Regions from separate parts of the Zea mays genome. Here region 1 is linked to region 2. Evidence: chromatin contacts called from public Hi-C data. All regions are on one chromosome and are shown on one strand. Each heading gives the region's core, a stretch centred on a gene start, on an enhancer-like site or on the middle of the called end of the contact. The rest is flanking DNA. Distances are from core to core; before and after follow the strand shown. Region 1 holds the start of LOC109940837 (UDP-glycosyltransferase 91A1). Region 2 holds the start of LOC115072888.

Evidence for each region. Hi-C and Micro-C count contacts between places; a contact is called where the count stands out from the background.
Region 1: a Hi-C map of tassel shows a contact between it and region 2, with 4 times the contacts expected there. The contact joins the promoter of LOC109940837 here to the promoter of LOC115072888 in region 2. A contact is called at or near these places in 2 of 25 Hi-C or Micro-C datasets (ear and tassel).

Annotation. Positions count from the first base shown.
Region 1 is chr7:16,801,715-16,808,837 of Zm-B73-REFERENCE-NAM-5.0, forward strand. It overlaps LOC109940837 (UDP-glycosyltransferase 91A1), which reads left to right and starts at 5,736. Exons shown (of 2, transcript XM_020541163.2): 1 at 5,736-6,365; 2 at 6,992-7,123. The coding sequence starts at 5,992. The coding sequence ends at 7,007. LOC100193726 (Coatomer subunit gamma) reads left to right here. Exons shown (of 18, transcript NM_001358873.1): 17 at 781-1,020; 18 at 1,416-1,760. The coding sequence ends at 1,610.
Region 2 is chr7:15,815,444-15,821,971 of Zm-B73-REFERENCE-NAM-5.0, forward strand. LOC115072888 reads right to left here and starts at 2,281. Exons shown (of 2, transcript NM_001371024.2): 1 at 1,697-2,281; 2 at 1-954. The coding sequence starts at 1,983. The coding sequence ends at 915.

The DNA of each region.
Region 1 (7,123 bases), core at 4,486-6,985, 990 kb after region 2:
TGTGAGAAGTGCCAATGAGCAAATGGAAGACATTATTTACACCTTGTCTACTCCAGAAATCAGTGTTTCATGTTTTTTTTTCTCGAAAACGCGCAGGAGAGCTGCGCCCCTTTATATATTAAGAAGATAGGAAAAAAGGTCTAAAATAGACCAAACAACAGCAGGCCTCAAAAAAGAAATCAGTGTTTCATGTTTAGCTTGTGATGTTTATATTAAAAAGTTTTCAGACCCAGTTTTTGTTCCTCTAGGGAAAAGGTTGAACCAGGCCTTCCCTATGGGAAGAACCATTCATACTGAACAAAGGGAGGCGTATATGAAAGTTTATCGTAAACATGATAATCTGAACGGAACTGTCTGGTTCTTCAGCCTAAGGTCCCTTGTTAGTCATACCAGTAATCATGGCTGAACTCACTTTTTATCTGTAATCTTTTATTTAACATAAGATAGTGTTTTTGTCTAAACATTAGTTGATCTATACCTAAAATATGCTGAGCTCGAAATCAGTTCTATCTTCTTTGTTGCTATACAAACTAATATATTGAGCTTCAGGGTTCTTTTGAGTTTCCAGTGAAATTGATAATTTGTTAATTGGATGCCCTTGACTTCTTGCAAATGCAGTAAACTGGGATCTACATCTGCCTTTGTACTCTTCTGATAAAGATCATCATATGACATATATGCACATAATCTGTTCAGATAATTTGTGAAATGCTTTCATGCCTTTCCATTTGAAGTGGCAAACGGTAATTTGTTGATTTTGGCTCATTTATTGTGTTTCAGGTTGATCCATCCACGGGTGAAGCTGAAGATGATGGTGTCGAGGATGAGTACCAGCTTGAAGATCTTGAAATCGTTTCTGCTGATTATATGTTGAAGGTGGGAGTATCTAACTTCCGAAATGCCTGGGAAAACATGGATCCAGAGACTGAGCGAGTTGACGAGTATGGGCTTGGAGTAAGGGAGAGTTTGGCTGAGGCTGTAAGTGCTGTTATAAGCATCCTTGGCATGCAGCCTTGTGAGGTTAGTCTCTTTTATCATTCTTTTTACTGTCAAATGAATGCCACGGTCATACAATAATAAATTGATTTGTAATAAAAATTTTCTTAAAAAGTTCTATAGTGGTTTCTACCTCATGTGGAGAAAAAAATGGATTTTATTATTTAAATAAACTCCAAGGCCTGTACCAATTAACAGTCCTGATCACTAAGAAATTTAAGTTGTATCTCCTTCCCTGATACTCGACAATTTTTGAATTTCCATAAAATCTAGCAGTATTGATAGCTCAAGCAACCAACAGCTCAAAGTGTCATTGCCGTGATTTTGGAATCCTGGCTGTTTCACATATTTATGCCCGGTGCAGGAATGAGCATTGGTTTTCACCTTAAATGATGGCTTATTTCACCATTGGCTTGTAGGGAACTGACGTGGTCCCAAGCAATTCAAGGTCGCACACTTGTCTGCTCTCTGGTGTGTTTATTGGCAACGTGAAAGTCTTGGTGAGACTGTCATTTGGAATTAGTGCACCGAAGGAGGTGGCCATGAAGCTGGCAGTTAGATCTGACGATCCAGAGATCAGTGACAGGATCCACGAAATTGTCGCTAATGGCTAAAAACAATGGTAGTATCTTTTTTTTACTCCTTTTCTTTTGGCTTTCATGCTACGGGAAGTTTGAGGGGATTCAATTAATTAGAGTATATGTAAGTTTGGTTTCCAGTCGAATCTATCATTCGTTGCACCATCATTCTTCCTTGACACAGTACACCAGTTTTTGGTTGTTTTGGATCTGTACAATTTTCCTTATATACTGAGGACTTAAAATAGTATACGCAATAATATGCAGGTAAAGTTTTGCTGGAAAAAATGAGCATATTGCCCCCACTAGGCCACTATCTCTCTTTGCATATTGCGCGTCACTAGTAAAATTTTACTATCGGAGCTATGAATTCAAGCAAGGAGCAAAATATTACTGTCTGTCTAGTTATGGTGTATATCATAGTGCATATCTTTAATATGTATCTAAAGAAGCTAAAACAACTTATAATAGGAATCCGAAATAATTTATAATTAGGAACCGAGCGAGTACTAGGGATAGTTTTATATAAACTGGTCATATGATCCGGATAGGGTAGAAATATTCAGTTTTCAACTCTGTTCTCTGGCATTGATTTGATTAAGTGGACACAAGTTAGCATATAGCAGGTTGGTAGTGGATCTATCAACTTTCCCTTTTTTTTCCAAAGATCTATTTGATGAAGTTAACCAATGCTGTATGCCTGTATCCCTCCTATAACACGCGAACATGAGTTTTGGCAACTTCTGTTAGGTCTAAGCCAACTAAGGACGATGAAGACACCAAAACCCCTTGGGTTGATAACTAAGGTTACCATTTTAAGGCTGTCTTTAGCATATTGTGCATATATAAACTGCAATATTTATAAAGTGAAGTTTAAAGATATGAGATGAAATAGGATAAGTAAGCTGTTGGAGACAACCTAAGTGATATTCATTTGGTACTAGGTTTGTGCTCGTGCGTTGCCATATGAGTTAAAATTAGTGTAAAATATAGATACTGAAGGACAAACATCACTATGATATTCAAAAAATATGTGGCAAAATATCACTGTAAACATATATGATTGTGAATTGTGATGACACACAAATTATTCGATAAAATATTAGCAATTGGGAACAAACCTAGTGCCAAATAACCCTTTATCCAATAACTTTCCTAAATAGCAATTGAGAACAAATCTAGTGCCAAAACTAACAGTAATGACAGAAAGTTTAGGAGGATATACCAACAGACCCAACTAACTATCCAGTAAAATTCCATAACAACCATAAGAAAGCAAAACGGCAAAGAAAATTTAATTGTCCCAAGAAAACATTGCCAGTTGCAGTTAAACGTCTAACCATGGAGATCATCAAAGGACTTCATGTAGTCATCAAGCTTCTCTTCATGACCGATCTTAACGATCGAACCATCATCTTCAACCTGCAAAGCAAACGGTAATGAAGAAAACTGATAATTAAAGACAAAACTGGCAACATAGGGAGAGCTATGAATGGACATCCCCAAAGTCGATTCTTTACGGTTAGTCTACCACCTGCAAGCTTTAATTACTATACATAAAGACTGCATCACCTCTATTTTATAGGGCACAAGGAAGGAGGGCAGGGCAAATGCAGTAAAAATGTCATTTTAGTCATTTTAGTCAACCCCTTGGTGACTAGAGGACTAAACTTTAGTTGGAGGCTTCTAATTACCTTGTTTGCTTCTTTAGGTCATGTACAACCCCATTAATTGAGGCGTCTCTTGAGAGGTCTCTAGGGGGTAAGCGAAAAAATCAAGAGACGAGCTCTTCACAAAGAGCCGGTCTCTTCACGACTATTTATATTTATTGTCTCTTAACTACATTTATAATCCAAGGACACTTAGGATTATACTATGCAGTCTCTTAGCTGTCTCTTGTATTTAGAAAACCGTTCTAGGGTCTCTAGGTTGTACATGTCCTTAGGGGCTAAAAGTGACTAAAGTTCACTAGTCACTAAAGTTTATTTTCCTTAGGGGCTAAACAAAAAGACCATGAGAATGGTATATGAGTGGGCTAGGACCTAACTATGGTCATGTTTATTTTCCCTTAGCACTAAACTTTTTTGCTAAAGTTTAGCAAGTTTAGCACATGAGGGACCAAACAGGCTGACAAAAAGTGTTGTGCTACTATTTAGCACACATTAGCATTTTAGCTCCACCAAAGATACTAAAATGTGTTAAAAGTGATCATAACCCCTTTCTCTCTCCCCCACCATGGTCCAACTGTTGCTTTCTCTTCCCCCATCGAACTGTGCTAAAGAGGTATTAATTAGGGCATTAATTAGGAGTTTAGCACTTGTATCCAAACAACCCTTAAATGCTAAAGTTTAGCAAGGTGTTTAAATATAGCATGTGCTAAATTTTAGCACTATGGAAACAAACTGTCCCTAATGCGGGCCTATTTGTTTCCCAAACTCAGATGCCTTGACAAGCTATCAGATTATGGGCATGTTTGTTTTAGTTTTTTTTTCTTCTGATTTTGGACGCTAAAAGCTGCTGCAGAATACCAAACGTTTAGTTTTTCAGTCTGTTTTTATGAGAATCGCTTTGGTGAAAACCGTCTAAAATGAACATGAACACCTAATCGATCGAATCGTCATAATAGAAGGAATCCGTCACTTACTAAATCCTAAACCCTATAGACTACTTCATCTTTTTCCGTACGTAATTCCATGATACTCATATTTTCCATATAGTCAGATTCTCCACACAACGTCACAACCAATTGTCAGAAAAGCTCCTCAACAAAAAGCCAAAATAAACGGACACTATGATTGGCCTGGTGGTTTATTTGTTTTGGGTGTGGCTATCATGGTATTTGAAGCACCCGTGGTCCAGCTCCCAAGCAATAAAATTCAAAGTCGTTTTTGAGAGCCTAGCTGGTGTGTTGCACCTTTTGTCAGTGTTAATGACCGGCCTATGGTGCAGCAAAACAAACAAGAGACCGTGTTGGCCTGATCTGTTTGGTGCAACAATACCAAAACACAAAATAATTGCACCTCACACATCTGGCTTGGCCCAGTCTGTCAGTACGGGCCACACTGGTGCAGAATCAAACGGGTCCTCTGTATCCATGCCAACGTGTAGGGGTCACCTGAGCCCTCTTGGCTGAGCGGACATACGAATTATAAACACATCTGCGTGCATCCGATCCGAATAATCTGAGTAGAAGAAACCTCCGGTGTCATCTGATTTCATATCAAAGGTGCTGCCGTACCATTTCATCTGCGCACGCAGTAGTCAAGCTACCTGCTAGATTCTACAGTGGCTGGCCATGGAAGAGGACGACACCCAAGAATAGGGGTGGACATTTTCCGTCTGATTGGTTGTTGTACACAGGTAGGCTGGCTCATATCCGACGGGTCAGGCTCCTTGTGTACAAGCTTGGTATGTACATATGCTTTTGTTTGGTTGGTTGTATTATTACATTCAGGACAAATATAACCTGTGTTTGGTTATCTACACCAAAACATGTATTAGAGAAAAGTGAATAAATAAATCTTTAAATATTATATAGCATGTGTGGTCTAGTTTTGTTCAAAAAAAATCCAGGAACACGAATATAAAATCGGTTCGATGATTAACTTTTTTATTTAAAAGATATGATGCAAGAACATATAAATGCGTTCTCGTTTTGCGTGCAACTACATGCAACAGCATGCCACCGGACTGCACGCCGGCGTACGCGCGCTGGGAGCATCTCACGCGGGCCTGGCTCGCCATCTATTTTTGCATCCGTTCAACCAGTACGCTGAGAGAAGTAAACCAAACAATATGCACTTTGAGACTCCGCGAGTGCAGCTGCAACCTTCCGCACATCAACCAAACAGGCAGTTTAAAACCGAACCCGAACCTGAACCGAACCCGAATAGATCGAATTGTCGGTCTATTTGGGTTTTTGGGTTCGGATTCGGTTCCTATACGTGCTATATTTCGGGGTATGGATTCGGGTTCGATTCTGAACTTTTAAAACCCGAATAGAACGAATAACCCGAAATATAAAAAAGCTCTTAATATGTGATGATATTATTATATGATTTATGAACTTATTAGCTAGAAATAATAATATCATCTTAACAATAATATATATATCTTTGTATGCTAATTTTATAGTCACTTGTTGTAATAATAGTACTTTCAATTAATTATTCATTGTATATATTTTGACAAAATATACTAGTCTCTCTATAATTTGGGTCTATTCGGTGGACCGAATAGACCGAACCGAAATTGTGAGTCTATTCGGGTTCGGTTCCTAATTTTTTTTGAAAATTTCGGTTCTCATTTTTCAAAACCTGAAATTTCACAAACTCGAATAGACCGAACCGAATTAACCTAATAGACCGAATGTCAAGCTCTCCACATCGTCGTGTTCCCATGACTGGCGTTCGGCCACATGATCACGTTTCTGGACCTCTCCAAGCGGCTGGCGCGGCGCGGCCACGCCGTCACCTTCGTCTCCACGCCGAGGAACGCCGCCAAGCTGCAGGGCTCCATCCCGCTGGAGCTCGCGGCGCACCTATGCATCGTCAGGCTGGACCTGCCCGGCGTCGATGGCCTCCCCGAGGGCGCCGAGTCAACCGCCGACGTCCTTCCGAAGAAGGTCGGGCTCCTCCAGAAGGCGTTCGACGGCCTCGCCGCGCCGTTCGAGCGCCTTGCCATCGGGGCTGTGCTGCCGCCGGCTAGGCGTCCGCGTTCTCGAGGAAGCTCGACTGGATCGTCCTCGACTTCGCTCAGAACTGGATCTGGCCAATTGCTGAACAGCATAAGGTAGTGTATATATTTTTACGTATTGCCTGCATTTTTTCTAAGGGTACTAAGAAAAAAACATAATTAAGAGTAAAAATGAGGAAGGTTATAAAACTGAGGGTACAAATTTAAATAGCCCTTTTGTTTTTTCCGGTCACAAGGTGTTTAGAGAAGAAATTGACCGAATTAGTCGGATAAATAGTCGTACTATCAAGAGAGGTAAATGACATTTATCTATGGGAAACTTAGGGTGTGTTTGATTGCGGGACAGCTAGGACAGGGTCGTCCCCTGACGTCCTCTCTCATTCCTCCAATTTTGAGGGACAATAGGGGACAACACTGGATAGTCCTGTCCTAACCCTTGACCCAGAACCAAACAACCTAATTTGAGGGATCGTCCCATCCCATCCCGTCCTGTCATTGCAACCAAACGCATGCCTCATAGAGCATCTAGTAGTTGCATTTGTATTAGGACTAACAACGCTTCCGATTTCGAGAGTTAAAATCTTTTCAAAAGCGTGGTTGAAAAGTTAAGTGGTTCATTGGTCAACGGACCGTTCGACCGGGATTGGCAGACTGTCCGTGACTCACTATGTGGACCAACAGAAGTGGTCCTTCTCGGAGTAATTTGAGCTCTTGTATTGCAGACCATCTGGACCTTAGGGTCGGCTCGTCCGCGGTCCTAACTAGAGGGATTGCATGTTTACACAAGCCCCTGTATGGTTGTACAGACCTGACCAGGGTCAGCGGACCGTCCACAGGTGCTAAAATATTTTGGG
Region 2 (6,528 bases), core at 1,031-3,530:
TGTTGCAAGTGTTGACCAGCACGAGTGGATATGTTGCTGCTGGTATGCGAGAACGTATGACCACTTCCACTATATCAACCTGCTCTTCTTCTGCAGCGCAAATATGGTAGTATTGTGTACACATTCTACTACAGCCTTAACATATGCAAAAACGATGTGGTTATTTGCATGAATATGCTAACAGATAGGCAAATCAAAAGCACAGGAAATCAAAAGCCTTAACATAGAAATCATATAGAAATTTCACATGAATTAGTTTATTTCCATAGAAAAAAACGCAGGAAACAGGAATTAAAATCCTTCGTTCCAAAAGGAGCTAGTCCCAGGGCCATACATCGCAAACAGATTTCACATCTCATCACAGGCCGGACAGATCACAAACAAAGCCTCTGGGAATTATATTGCCATCTTATCTCTTTACGTGTTCCTCTAGTATATCGCAAACTTGCAACATCCTCTTCCAATCAATACAACAAGGAAACAAACATGAAAAACAAAGAAGAAGAAGAATAAATACTACACACATGTGCAAAGCAAAGCAACCAGTGAAATTAACAAAGGAGCTCTTGCACATCTCTCTCTCTCTGCTCAAACTTTAATCCGGCGTACGTCTTTCGTGAGAGGGAAGCTTGACAGTGCTGTCTTTCGTTTGTGCCGTCATCAGTAGAGTACGTGGCCTTTTGTTTTCGGAAAAGCCAGTGTCTTTAATTCGTGCCGAAACCATCACAAATAGCAGTGCTTAGAACGTGACGTCCCGGCGCCAGACCCGCCCCCCCCCCCCCCCCCCCCCCCCCCCCCCCCCACACACACACACACACCAGGCCACCACCACCACAGATGAGAAGAGGGATCCAGCGCCAAGTGTTTGGGAAACTTCCATTCTTTGGGGGGCGGCCGGCGTGCACCGCTGCTGCCTACGCTCGGCCTGGTGAGCTTCCAGACTCTCCAGCTCCCCTGGAAGAACGCACGACTGAGCTGTGAGCCTTTGGGAAATAGGGGAAGGGGAAAGCGTTGCAATACAACACCATGCAACAAGTGTGTTGTTCAAGATTTTGCTTTTTAATTTGGGAGATGGTGTGCAATGAAGACAAACTGTGTAATCATCCTTTTTCAGTGACAGAATTTAAGTAGATATATCATGTTCTACACTCTACTTTTTTGCCTCAGTCTATCAGATTTTTAGCACTCTACTTTATCACCGTTGATTTAGTCTACAGTTTTACACTGATGATATGGTAGAGACAATTAGACCTTGTTTGGATGCATTTGCATCCACAGTTAGGTCTTATTTAGGTGCAGCTGTATCCATTTCAGTTCATGTGTGTGTGTGTGTTAGAGTGGATTAGGGTGGGACTGAGTTTGATTTTCACTCCAATCCACTTCAATAATACACGTGGACCTTAGGAGTTTATGGGGATCCTTGGAGGAACATGGCAAAAGAAGTACATATCATGTTCTTCTCATCTTCTACCATTTTGCCATTGGGTGTCAAAAGAGGATGTCAGGAGGCCCATGCAAGAGCATGAAAAATAGGGACTTGATTTGTAACATGACCAAATCTCAAGCTGCTATTGAGGCCGATTCTTTTTACATGTATTCAGCTTGAATTTAGTGAGACAAAAATGAACAGAAAGTTTTAGAGAGAGAGAGAGAGAGAGCATTCCATGTTAATTTGCACGCAAGAAAGAGAAGGTACCTGTTGTGGATTGGATCCGGTCCATTGGGCACCCTCCTCTTGCTGCTGCTCAAAGGATCATCACCACCCTTCAGCTCCTCCGCTGCCCTCCTCTGACCAGCCAACCTTCCACTGGCTCCGATCACCATCCTTCTACCACCCACCGCAGGCGCAGCCGCGCTAGCTGGCGATGGCGTCCTCGCGTCCCTCCCCACCACCAAAGACATCAGCACAAGGCCTCCAAGCAGGACGGCGGCCACGGCTGAGGCCGCCAATGCCTCCCTCGCAGACCAAGCTGGCCTGCTCATAATCCTATACTACCTCCAGTTTCTTTTTTGCACTACCGCCACCAGCCTCCTAGTCCTATGAGCTTCTCATGGTCATGGAGTGGTGCATGCAACTAGCCAAGTGCAAAGCCACCTCTCTCTGCGCTGCAGTCTGCACAATAATATGCTGTGGACAGGCTGTGTGCTTTCTTCACAGTTTCTTGTTGCTGCAGCAGGTTCTGATGTGCTTTTGAAGGGCCTAATGTTTTGCTGGGGGTCAGGGTAGAATCAAAGCAAAGCCTGCAGCCTTGCCTTTGTCCTTTGCCTTTTGAGTCCCCCCTCCCTCTTAGATCGATCTTTCAATGGTAGTAAAAGAGAATGACCAGGAGTTTCAGATGGCACACTGGCAGTGCTTTCTGGTCCTTGGTTTACCACTGCGCCTTGGTTATCCTTCAGGTACAACTAAGGTTAGAGGATAACCTAGATTACATGAAAGCAATCAACAGATGAGATGAGAGATGTGATCTTTGAGCAAATCTAGGAGTAGGCATGGCAGGTGAGGGATTGCACTGCACTGGCAAAGTGAGGTCCAAAAGCAGCATCGAAGTGACATGCACCACCAAGGAATGGAATGCACATGTTCAAAACAGGGATGCAAACTGCTTTTGTAATACGATGGGATTTATCAACCTTTTTTTTCTTCTTCTTTTTGGTGGAAAACAAAGCTTGTCTGAACAGAAGCAGAGCTGAGGCCGGAGAGAAAGTCCACACAATTTCCATGCTGTGGAAAGTGCCAAAGGAGTTTGTTATCCTTGAGGCAGCCACTGACACACTGTCTGTCCTGGAACCCACTGTTATGCAAGGCAACAAAATTAAAGTGGACAATGGAGCTGCAATTGCTGTTGCTTCTGCTGCTGCTGCCACTGCCAGTGGTACTGGTAGGCCAGGTTCCATTACATTCCTTCTGAAGAACCAGTAAAACACCAGCACTTACCTCATCTTTCCATGCAGTAAAATTTGAAGGTACCCTTCATCAGAACATAAGAAAAGGAGGCATCTGTTAACCGTTTGAAAACTCACTGGAGGTACTACCGTCTCCTGCCATCATCTGAAGAAAACTTCCACTAGCTATGTGCACATCAAGTATAGAAAACTGTGATGGCGCCCCTTCCTTTCCCGCCTGACCGTTCCTATCCCCTGACCCTCTCCTCTACCCCCGACGCCTCTTCACCTTCCTCCACCAGCCCCACGCCGGAGATCACTCCGATCCCGGCGGCCAATCACCTCTCCTCTTCCCCGGCGTCGGCGGGGCCCTCTGTTTGTGGTCGGTCCAAGGCGCAGCGGTGGCGTGACGACAGCGCAGCAGGCGCGGCGGGCGCGGCGAGCGTGGGTGCTGCCCCGGCGGACGCTGTCCCGGCGGGCGCAGGTGCTATCCCGGCGGCGGCGGGCGCGGGCGCTGTCTCGGCGGGCGCTGTCCCGGCGGCCGTGGGTGTGGCCTCGTCTCAGGGTCGCCGCTCCTACAGGGATGCGCTGGTGTCCTCGCAGCGCCCTGTTTCTCGGTTGGCAGTGGAGAGGGCTGGTGGCGGCTGGAAGACTGTCCAGAGTCGTCGCGACCGCCGCTTGACTCGTCGCCCTCCCCTGCCAGAACCCAGACCAGTGCCGGTTGATCTGCGGGGCAGATGTTTCAACTGTTTCTCTGCTGATCATCGGGCGGCGCGGTGTTCGAACAGGGTGCGGTGCTTCTTCTGCAGGCGGCCGGGGCACCGTGTGAGCGAGTGCCCGCGCAGGCAAACGAACCTGGCCGCTCCTGTGCGCAGACTGGTGTGGCGGCCAATTTCCATGGAGGCCCCGGCGGCGGTCGCTGGTGCCGACCAAGCCATGGCGGGTGGCTCGACGCTTGGTGGTTCCGATGCCGCGATCAGCGGGAAGCGGCGTACCCGCCGTGGGCAGCGAAGGCGCAGGTCCGGGCCTAGTGGTGGTCTTGGCGGTGATCCTCTGCTGCTATCTTCGGGAGACTTGTCGCCCGCGGCTCAGGATGGTCCTCGCCCTGTGAGGTTTATTGGGCGGTCCAGGATGCTCGACCGTGCTGAGTTGGAGCTTCGCCATGCCCTGATCGTCAGCGTTGTTGGGCAAGAAGGATCTGGTTGCGCCACGGAGGTTAGAGAGGCGCTCGCCTCAAGGTTTGGCCTTGATGCTGATGCGCTCCGCCTACGTCGTGCTGCGCCAGGTTCTTTTATTGTCCTCTTCCCCTCGGAGGAGCTGGCTGGGCAGGTGTTTAGTGGAGGACCGTCGCTCTTTGTCCCTCCATTGAGGTTGCATATTAAGAGATGGACTAGGCAGGCTTTTGCTTCGGGAGGCAGTGTCTTGTCTTCCCTCATTGACGTCGAGCTCCGTGGTATCCCTGCTCACCTTTGGGGATTGGAGACAGCGGAGGTTTTGCTTGGTCCTTATTGCCTGGTTCAGGGACTACACCCGGATTCTATCAGCGGGGAGGACTTGTCGGTCATCAGGTTGAGTGCTTGGTGCCGCTCTCCCGTGGAGTTGCCGAAGGTGTTGGACCTTCATGCTGTGGAGCCAGCGGTCCCCGATGAAGACGGAGTTTGGATTCCACGTTCGTTGGTGTTCCCTGTGTTGGTGAAGATTATCGGGCCGGAGGGTGTCCTTGTGGAGGAGCAGCTGCAGCCACCTCCATCGGATCCCTCTGATGATGAGCCGGGGCCGAGTCGTCGGGCTCGGCGGGTGCAGAGACTGGGTGATCAGGCCTCATTGCCTCGGGCTTCGGTGCACTCGCGGCTGGGCCCTCGTCTTCATTCCTCGTCGACGCGTGTTGGACCCTCTGATGATGTGGGGCTTTTGGATGCGTCGATGGATAACAGTGATGCTGTGGCGGCGTCTGTCTCTTCGGATTCGTTGGCAGAACCAGTTGATGCCCCTACCCTCCCGTGTGCTGCGGTTGAGATGTTGGCGGCGCCTGGTGTTCTGGCCTTGTGTGATGCTGTGGTTCCTGGTTATTCTCCTGATGGTGCCTCTGCTGATTTGGCTGCTGTGTTGAGGGAGGATTCGGATTTGGCAGTGAGTTGTGTTGTCAGGGCTTCTTCTGCTAGATGGAATTTGAAGCCGCCTGTTTTTAGGGTCTACTCCAGGAGGTTGAGACCTTCTATTTTGGATGATCAGGATGGCCCGTTGGTTCAGTCGGGTCTTGATAATTCTATGGTGATTTCTTCGCCCTTGTGCGAGTTCCAGTGTTTGGTCACTAAACCAGTGGATGCCTTGCTGCCAACTCCACAGATTCCAAAGAGAAGGAAGAAGCCTCTTCCTAGTAATTTTATGCCAAGGCGGAGCAGGAGGGTGGCCAAATTTCCTCTAGAACTCGGTTCGGAGGCTGCTGCCCAGGTCTGCAGGCAGTTGGGTTTCTGTGATGATAATGAAGTTATTTCTGTCCAGGATGCCGGTAATTATGCGAAGCTATTTGTTTCTGGGCTCTCTAGCGTCCATATTGCTGCTTTGGCAGCGCTGTTTGGCTGGACGGTGCCGCTGAATGGACCTGTTTAGGTGTGGTGGGGCTGGTTTGCTGGTGGTGTTTGATCTTTGTTTGAATGGATTCAAACTGTTTTTTAATCTGGAATGTGAGAGGGCTGAATGATCGTGTGAAGAGAGATTCTGTTAAATCTTTGGTGATTGATATTAGACCTTCGGTTGTTTGCCTGCAGGAAACCAAACTTTGTTCTATTTCAGATTTTGATGTGCTCTCAATTTTGGGGTCTGGTTTCAGCAATTTTGTTTTCAGCCCTGCGATTGGTACCAGAGGAGGGGTGCTGGTATCCTGGCGCGATGGAGCTTTTTCATCTTTGGCTTCAGTTATCAGGCATTTTTCGGTTTCAGTTAAATTGCAAGAGAAAAATGGTTCTTGCTGGTGGTTCACTGGAGTGTATGGTCCTCACCAGGACAGTCTTAAATCCTCCTTTCTTCACGAATTAAGAGAAATCAGAAATACCTGTGTGGGACCATGGATCATTGGGGGAGACTTTAATCTGATTTTCAGGGAGGAAGACAAGAACAATTCCAATATTAACAGGGCTATGTTGGGGGACTTCCGTAGGCTTATTAATTCCTTAGATCTGAAAGAGATTCATTTGAAGGGAAGGAGGTTTACTTGGTCCAACCAGAGAGATGCCCCAACTCTTGTTAAGCTGGACCATGTCTTTTGCACTAGCTGTTGGGAAGATCTTTTTCCAGACGCTTCGCTTCATAGTAATGCTACCACATCTTCAGATCATTGTCCTTTGATCCTCAAGGTCAGAGAGAGCTGCTTGGGGAAAAGACGGTTTCACTTTGAGAGTTTCTGGCCCAATTTTCCTGGTTTTCTGGAGGTGGTGGGTGCGTCCTGGAGCTTGCCAGTTGGGGGCTCCTGTCCGTTGGAGCATGTGTCATTGAAGCTTAAAAGGTTAGCTCGCACATTGCAGTCCTGGGGGCATAAAGAAGTGGGTAATGTAAGGTTGCAGCTGGGGCTTGTCAGAGAAGTGTTGCATAGGCTGGAAATGGCACAGGATATCAGAATTTTGTCCAGTGGGGAAGTTTGGTTGCTAA